2 separate regions of the Rattus norvegicus genome follow, and region 2 is linked to region 1. Evidence: chromatin contacts called from public Hi-C data. All regions are on one chromosome and are shown on one strand. Each heading gives the region's core, a stretch centred on a gene start, on an enhancer-like site or on the middle of the called end of the contact. The rest is flanking DNA. Distances are from core to core; before and after follow the strand shown.

Region 1 (3,107 bases), core at 189-2,688:
CCCAGGGGTATGGGTAAGTTGAGACTGTTGGTCTCCCTCCCCTTCAGCTCCTTCAGTCCTTCCCATAATTCCTCTGTAGGAGTCCCTGACTTGAAGCTAAGGTTGGCTGTAAGTATCTGCATCTGTCTCAGTCAGCTGCTGGGAGGGCCTCTCAGAGAGCCATGCTACGCTCCCGTCTGTAAGTGCAGTTCTAATATTTAATTGTGTATGTGCATGTGTGGTTTATGTGCCCATGTGTGCAGGTGCCTGCAAAGCCAGAGTAGAGGGGTACATGCCCTGCAGTTGGGATCACAGGCACCTGTGAGGCACCTGATGTGGGTGCTCTGAAGAGCTCCTGAACGTGAGTGCTGAGCCATCTCTCCAGCTCCACTGGAACCTCCTTCCCCAGAGGAGCCCACGCTCTGACCTCCATTTTCCTCTCAGTTTTGACTTCTGCCCCCTGCTGGTTCCCTCTGGCCCTACCTGCTATGGTGTGCCCAATTCTCTTAAGACATCTAAGCTCCACCTTCCCCTTTGCATAGCACAGGCCTCTGCATGGGCCCACTCGGACTTTCCCGTGAGTTAAAAGTCCCACGGGTGCACATGAGGCCCTCCACCTCAGCTCACTCCTGCCGGCCTCCCTCTACCACCTTCTATGTGTTACACTCACGTGCTGGCACCTTGTTAATCCTAGCAGTGGGCAGAGCCCAGCCAGGCTGACAGTAACCACACGCCACGCAGCCCAGATGGTCCCACGCACTGTCAGCCTGGAGCAGCTCACACCCCACAGCTCCTGGATTCACACCTTTAACTAAAATGTCCCCGGATCCAGGGAAAATAAAAAGTCTGCTAAATAGACATTTTTCAAAAACCCGCCCTTTTCCCTTTGTGTAGACGGGAGCCAGCCACTCACACCCACACCACCATCTGTCCTTGTCGAGGGCTGTCTGCTGCGACACACACGTCCCTTGTCTGCCCTTGCCTAGGAGCGCAGGCGCACACAAAGGAGGCTTTTGTTTCTTAAGAGGGGATCAAGTGGGAGCAGCTTGTCTTCACAACAATGGGAATTTCTGCTCAGTCAGTGAGCCAGCTCTGGAGTTAACTGCCTCTGAGTGGCCCATTAATCTACACCATTTTTGTGATCTCTGAGATATGACATACTGTCAGCCATATTCACAGGGGTGGAACATGGATGCATACAGACAAGCGTGCCCTTTGTATGTGTATGCACACAGAAACATACATGGCCAAACACAGGCGAACAAAAAAGAAATCTCAAAGCTTTATGACAGGACGGGAAAAATGATCCCATCACAATTGTTCCCCTTAAACACATACATAACCCTTGTCCCTGACCCTTTTCTTGAAGGCAGGTCCCTGCTGTCTTACAAAGTCCATCCTGCCCATGTTTCTGGGAACCCTGAAGGCTGGTCCCAGAATTCCACTGTGCACAGAAATTTCCATTCCTTTTCTGTTCCTCTTTTCTAGGCTTTCTAAACTAGAGATGGCCACATGGGTCACACAAAGCAGCTGAACGTGGCTGCCACTTCACCAGGACATCACTGTCCTAAGGCCACCAGGTCTATGTCCCACCTCTCCCCTTTACAAGAAACCTTCTCACCCACTTCCCTTCTAAAGCATCTTGGCAAAAATCTAATGATCAGACATGGGCCAAAGGTCAAGTTCAAAGGGTAGACTTCCTGTGGCCACTGAAGCTGTCTTCCTGGATTCAGGAGTATCTTAGTTTCTGTTTACCAGGTGTGACTTGTACCAGGAGGGACCCTGTAGCTTCCACACCTCAACTCTGGTGAGGCCATGAGAGTGATTTACCAAGCATGCCCAGTCGGAGTTGGCATACCTCTAGCAGACAGTTTGTCAGTCAAGAAAGGGAACACTCTACATCGTACACATGCACAAGCGCAAACACTCACACACACGCGCACGCGCGCGCGCACATACACACACACACACACACACACACGCATGCACACACGCACGCGCACAGAGAGACAGAGACAGAGAGAAACAGACAGAGACACACATACACACACACAGGCTATTTCTTAACACTGAGATGAAATTGACATGTTTTTCAGAACATCTGCAAATTAAAGAGGGGCATGAGAACTTGGAGAAAGTAAAGGAAGTGGAGAAAAAATCATCTGTGTAGTTAAGATCATTTCTGTATTGTCCAGGGCTTCCTACTCTGCCCTCAGTAACCTGAGAAGACACTGTGTATCTGCTTGGTATTATATGGTAACTTCCACTAACTTAAAATATTCCATCCTGGAGAGAGACTCCTTAAGACTTGGGAAATGATGGTCTTACTCTTCTCTTGCTCTCTCTTTGTTCTTCTCTGCTCTGCTCTTCCCTGTGCTTCTCTCCCCATCTCCCCCTTCCCCCCCATGTGCCCATGACCGGCCTTTCCTCTCTTCTTCTACTCTTCTTCTCTCATCAAACCTTTCTACATGGGAAAAAAAAAAGACTTGGGAAATGAGTGACTCCAAGTCTCAGGAAGTACCTAAAACTGATGAAATGCACAAAGCTCCTCCTTCCTCAAGGTTATACAGGCAGTAAGGCTTGCTGGGAAGAACAGCTACCAGCAGAGCTGCTGGGAAAAACACAGACCAGTTGAGCTGCCTGGAAGAGACTCTCTGACCTGTCAAGCTACCTAAAGTCCTCCAGTAAACACCAGAGCTCGAGCTTTCAAGAGGCATCCCCTATACTGTGTGCCAGGGGTGTGCTCAGGGTTGCTGCTGCCTTTGAGTCATCCTGTCCCTGTAACTAAGCTCTCACTCACCCCTGCAAGGAGACCCGATAAACTCACTGGTTCCTTGAACTTGTCTTTGGTAGTATCATTGCTTTGGTCTATCATTGTTTTCCTATCTAGGGTCATTAGATATTTTTCTCTATCTCCCCGGGAAAACTGTCACACAATGTTTGGTATAGGGCATTCGAAGGAGAAACCAGCTCTGTATTCCCAACGATGCCTCGGCCAGTGCACAGAAAACAGAGCTACTGGGAAGGACTAAGGGATTCATTGGTCTGCTCCCCACTATCCAATGTTCAAGGATGTGCAATACAGGTTCCCCACTGCACTTCCTGCTAAGTCTTCAAATCATTCTCTC
Region 2 (3,278 bases), core at 285-2,784, 180 kb after region 1:
TTTTCTAAACAATACCCAAACTGAGCAGCAGCCATTGAAGAACTCTTACAAGGTCACATGATACCTGAGGAGACCTGAACTCAGAATGGACGCTTCCTGGCTTTTCAAGAGGGCCATTGGTTTTAAACTGGAGAGGGTAATACGGATTGTGACAACTGTGTCTCAGAGGTAGGAGGAGGCCTGAGCTCATTCCAGGTCCCCTTCTGTCCCTCAGGGCCACTCCCCTCATCCTGAGAGCTGCACTATTTGTCCCCTCAACCCTGCCCAACTGCAGATGCTAGGACCTGACAACACCTACCGCAACCTCCATCAAGCCCACAGAGTCCACGTGGACATCTCACAGAGATGGTGCAGTAAACGTCCATGAGCGACACCCTGACTTACAAGCAATTCTAGGCTGCTTTTACCTTCTGGCTCTCTTTCCCCGTCAAAACACACACACACACACACACACACACACACACACACACACAACTTCTGGATTTATGCTTTTCCCAGATGAACACACAAGCAGTCATAAACAGGGTGGTCGCATCGGGGGGCCCACAGAGAAAGCTAATCCGAGTTTGCTTCCTGATTTTTCTTGTTCTAGAAACCACCCAGGTGCACTCTCTGTCTCTCTCCGTCTCTCCGTCTCTCTGTCTCTCTGTCTCTCTGTCTCTCTGTCTCTCTGTCTCTGTCTCTCTCTCTCTGTGCGCGCGCGCGCGTGCACGCGCAATAGGGTGAGAGGTGAGGGAAGGGAGGCTACAGGATTGATTATGACTTATTAAAGTATTGGAACACCGACTGAATCATCACAGTCAAAAAATAAATAGCTGTAACTCGATGCGACACATCTCCCACTTCTTACAAGTCCCTCTTTGCTCCCGCAGAGCGCCCCAGCGCGCGTAGGCGGAACGGTTGGGCTGGGGCTGGGTCAGACCAGCAAGCAGTGACTGACAGACTAAATTAAAGCAAGGAGAGACTGCATGGCCCCGGGGCCTCCAGTTGGGAGACCCGTGGAGCCCGCGGAGCCCGCTGGCTGCGGGAACTGAAGCCAGGTGCGACACCCACACCTGCAGGCGCCTGCATGGAGACTCGCCTGCCGTTTTCACCCCTCTTTTTCTCTGCCCTTAGCCTGGCTCTGCAACCTGTGCCCTGTTCCCGGGACTGGTCCGTGGTAGGCACGGCTTTGCAAACTTGAGAACGTGCCTTAAAGGTCCCGGAGCTAGTCTAGGTCACCCCAGTCGCCACACCAGCTGCCTGCAATTTGTTGGGTAAAACCGGACCAAGTCTCTGAAATCGGAGACAAAGCCAGCACGTCCTCATCGGGAGGAGTCGTGGGGACACTGACATCGCTTCACCATCCACCAGCATCCAGATCCGCTGACTTATCCTCACTGGGCGCCCTCGGCCACCCGCGGATTTCTCCACTCTCCTCACCAGGTCCTACAGGACTCGGCAGGCGGAGCCAAGCTGCCGTGACGTCACGGGTGGGGGCGTGGGGAAGTGTGCCCGGGGGCTGCCACCCGCCCCGGCCAATGCTAGCGGCGCAGCCACCGGCACGCTGGCGAGGCCACCGGCCCCTGGAGCACCAGTCCGCCGCTGGGCGTCGATGATCTACAGGCCAGGGTAGCTCTACCGGGGCCCACGCAAGCTCTCTCAGACGCCAGGAGGGCCAGCACGAGCCAGACTGGGAAGCTGCGAGCCCGAGAGCTACTGCGGAGCGCCAAACACCCCCTAAACCTGCTGCGCTCCCGGGCGCCCGGCTGGGTAAAGGACAGCTTCTGGGAGCTAGAGAACACAGAGAAGCGAGTGCTCGTGGAAAAGCAAGGTGAGGGGTGCGTGTGTGCATATGTGCGTGTCACAGAGAGATGCAGGGAGGGACAACACACTTTGGGCACCTACATGCATCTGCACCGGGGATAGACCGCCGATTCCGGCGACCTGCATATTAGTTAGTCCCGGCGTGCAAATTCTCTGCTTTTGTGCCTTTGGAGGTGACAGGTGGGTGAAAGAGGCGTACCCTGGTGTCTGGGGTGGAAAGGTAGTGTGTTCCGGGACGGATTTGCCCAAGAACGATGGCGTGTGCCCTGCGAGCCCGAGTGTCCAGGTGGTAGCTGTGATGGGGACAACTTGTTTCCCAGCCACCTGCGAAACAGCCCTGGTCCAAGGAAAATGAGATCAGCTAAAGGAGAAGGGGCATGCCAAGTGCCACTACAGGGTCCACACCCTGAGACCTAAGTTAGGGAGGGACGGGTGATGGGAACGTCACCGGAAAGTAGATTCTTCCTGGCTTTTTAACGCCCGATGGGGAGGCGGCCCAGATTCGTATGCGGTCAGGTACCCCCCAACCCCCACACACACCCGCCGCCCTCAGGCAGAGACTCTGTCTAGATTGGAGAGAACCAACTACTGAATGGTCAGGTCCTCGGGCGACTGCCCGTCCCCGGCACCTCAGTCCCCTCTGCGTTTCGAAGCTGGACGTACAAGCACCTCAGTCCACTCTCCCTTAGTCTTTCTAGAAACGGTGGGGATCCATTAGGGAACACTTTGTTCCCAGGGTCAGCGAGTTATGGCCCCAAATATTTTCCCCACACTAACTCTGTCTTTCTGAGGCTCACTTAGCCACCATCACCCCCATGGTGAGGGGCACTCTAGCGCCATGGTGGACGCTGCTACTGTCTAAGCTAAAACCAACTGAAGTTCCAACCTCAGATTCTTGGAGGGGTGTGTGTGTGTGTGTGTGTGTGTGTGTGTGTGTGTGTGTGTGTGTGTAAGCGTCTGGCAGGCTTGGGGGTGGGGAGGTCTTGAGGGCTCACAACAGAAAGATGTTGGAAAGAAACTAAAACCGGGAAGGATCTCACGTAAGCCACCTCTCACTCCTCTGGTTCTGGAACACTCTGTGGGAATGGGAGAGGGGATTCCTGAGTGGAAATCCTTCTTTCCATCAGAGCCAGGACTCTCTCAGGGGAAAGCACCCACCAAGCCACAGGCCAGTATTTTACAGCTATGATACCGGAAAAAGACAAAGCAGAGACTCCGACTTCCCGGTACATTTCATTTAACCACAATTCAACAAGTATCGACTGGTGGCATTTGGAATTCACTTTCGGTGAGACAATCAGAAAAGGAAAAGAAGCCACTTGGGGATCTTGGGCTTGTTATATAGGACTCCTGGGTTCTAAGCTCATGTCTTCCTTGGACATGGGGTTCCCAGCATGTAACCCCCATCCACCTTCCAAGACTTCTCTCCCCAAAGTGTGTGTCAGCCAATTTCAAAGAAAAGTGACACCCCC

What was found. A called contact is a pair of places that touch in the nucleus more often than the background predicts.
Region 2: a Hi-C map of Schwann cells shows a contact between it and region 1, with 2.0 times the contacts expected there. The contact joins the promoter of Sstr2 here to the enhancer-like site in region 1. A contact is called at or near these places in 2 of 12 Hi-C or Micro-C datasets (Schwann cells and frontal cortex).

The regions. Positions count from the first base shown.
Region 1 is chr10:98,977,228-98,980,334 of GRCr8, forward strand. The region is part of intron 5 of Slc39a11 (solute carrier family 39, member 11); the gene reads right to left. Among named protein-coding and RNA genes, the nearest start is that of Trnaa-ugc10, 10 kb to the right of the region's middle. Within about 2 kb of position 1,439, at least 17 of the 93 cell types and tissues checked have an H3K27ac peak or open chromatin away from gene starts, as enhancers often do. A contact at or near this core is called in Schwann cells, where this site is marked.
Region 2 is chr10:99,161,819-99,165,096 of GRCr8, forward strand. Sstr2 (somatostatin receptor 2) reads left to right here and starts at 1,535. Exons shown (of 2, transcript NM_019348.2): 1 at 1,535-1,813. It also overlaps a transcript of Slc39a11 not described here.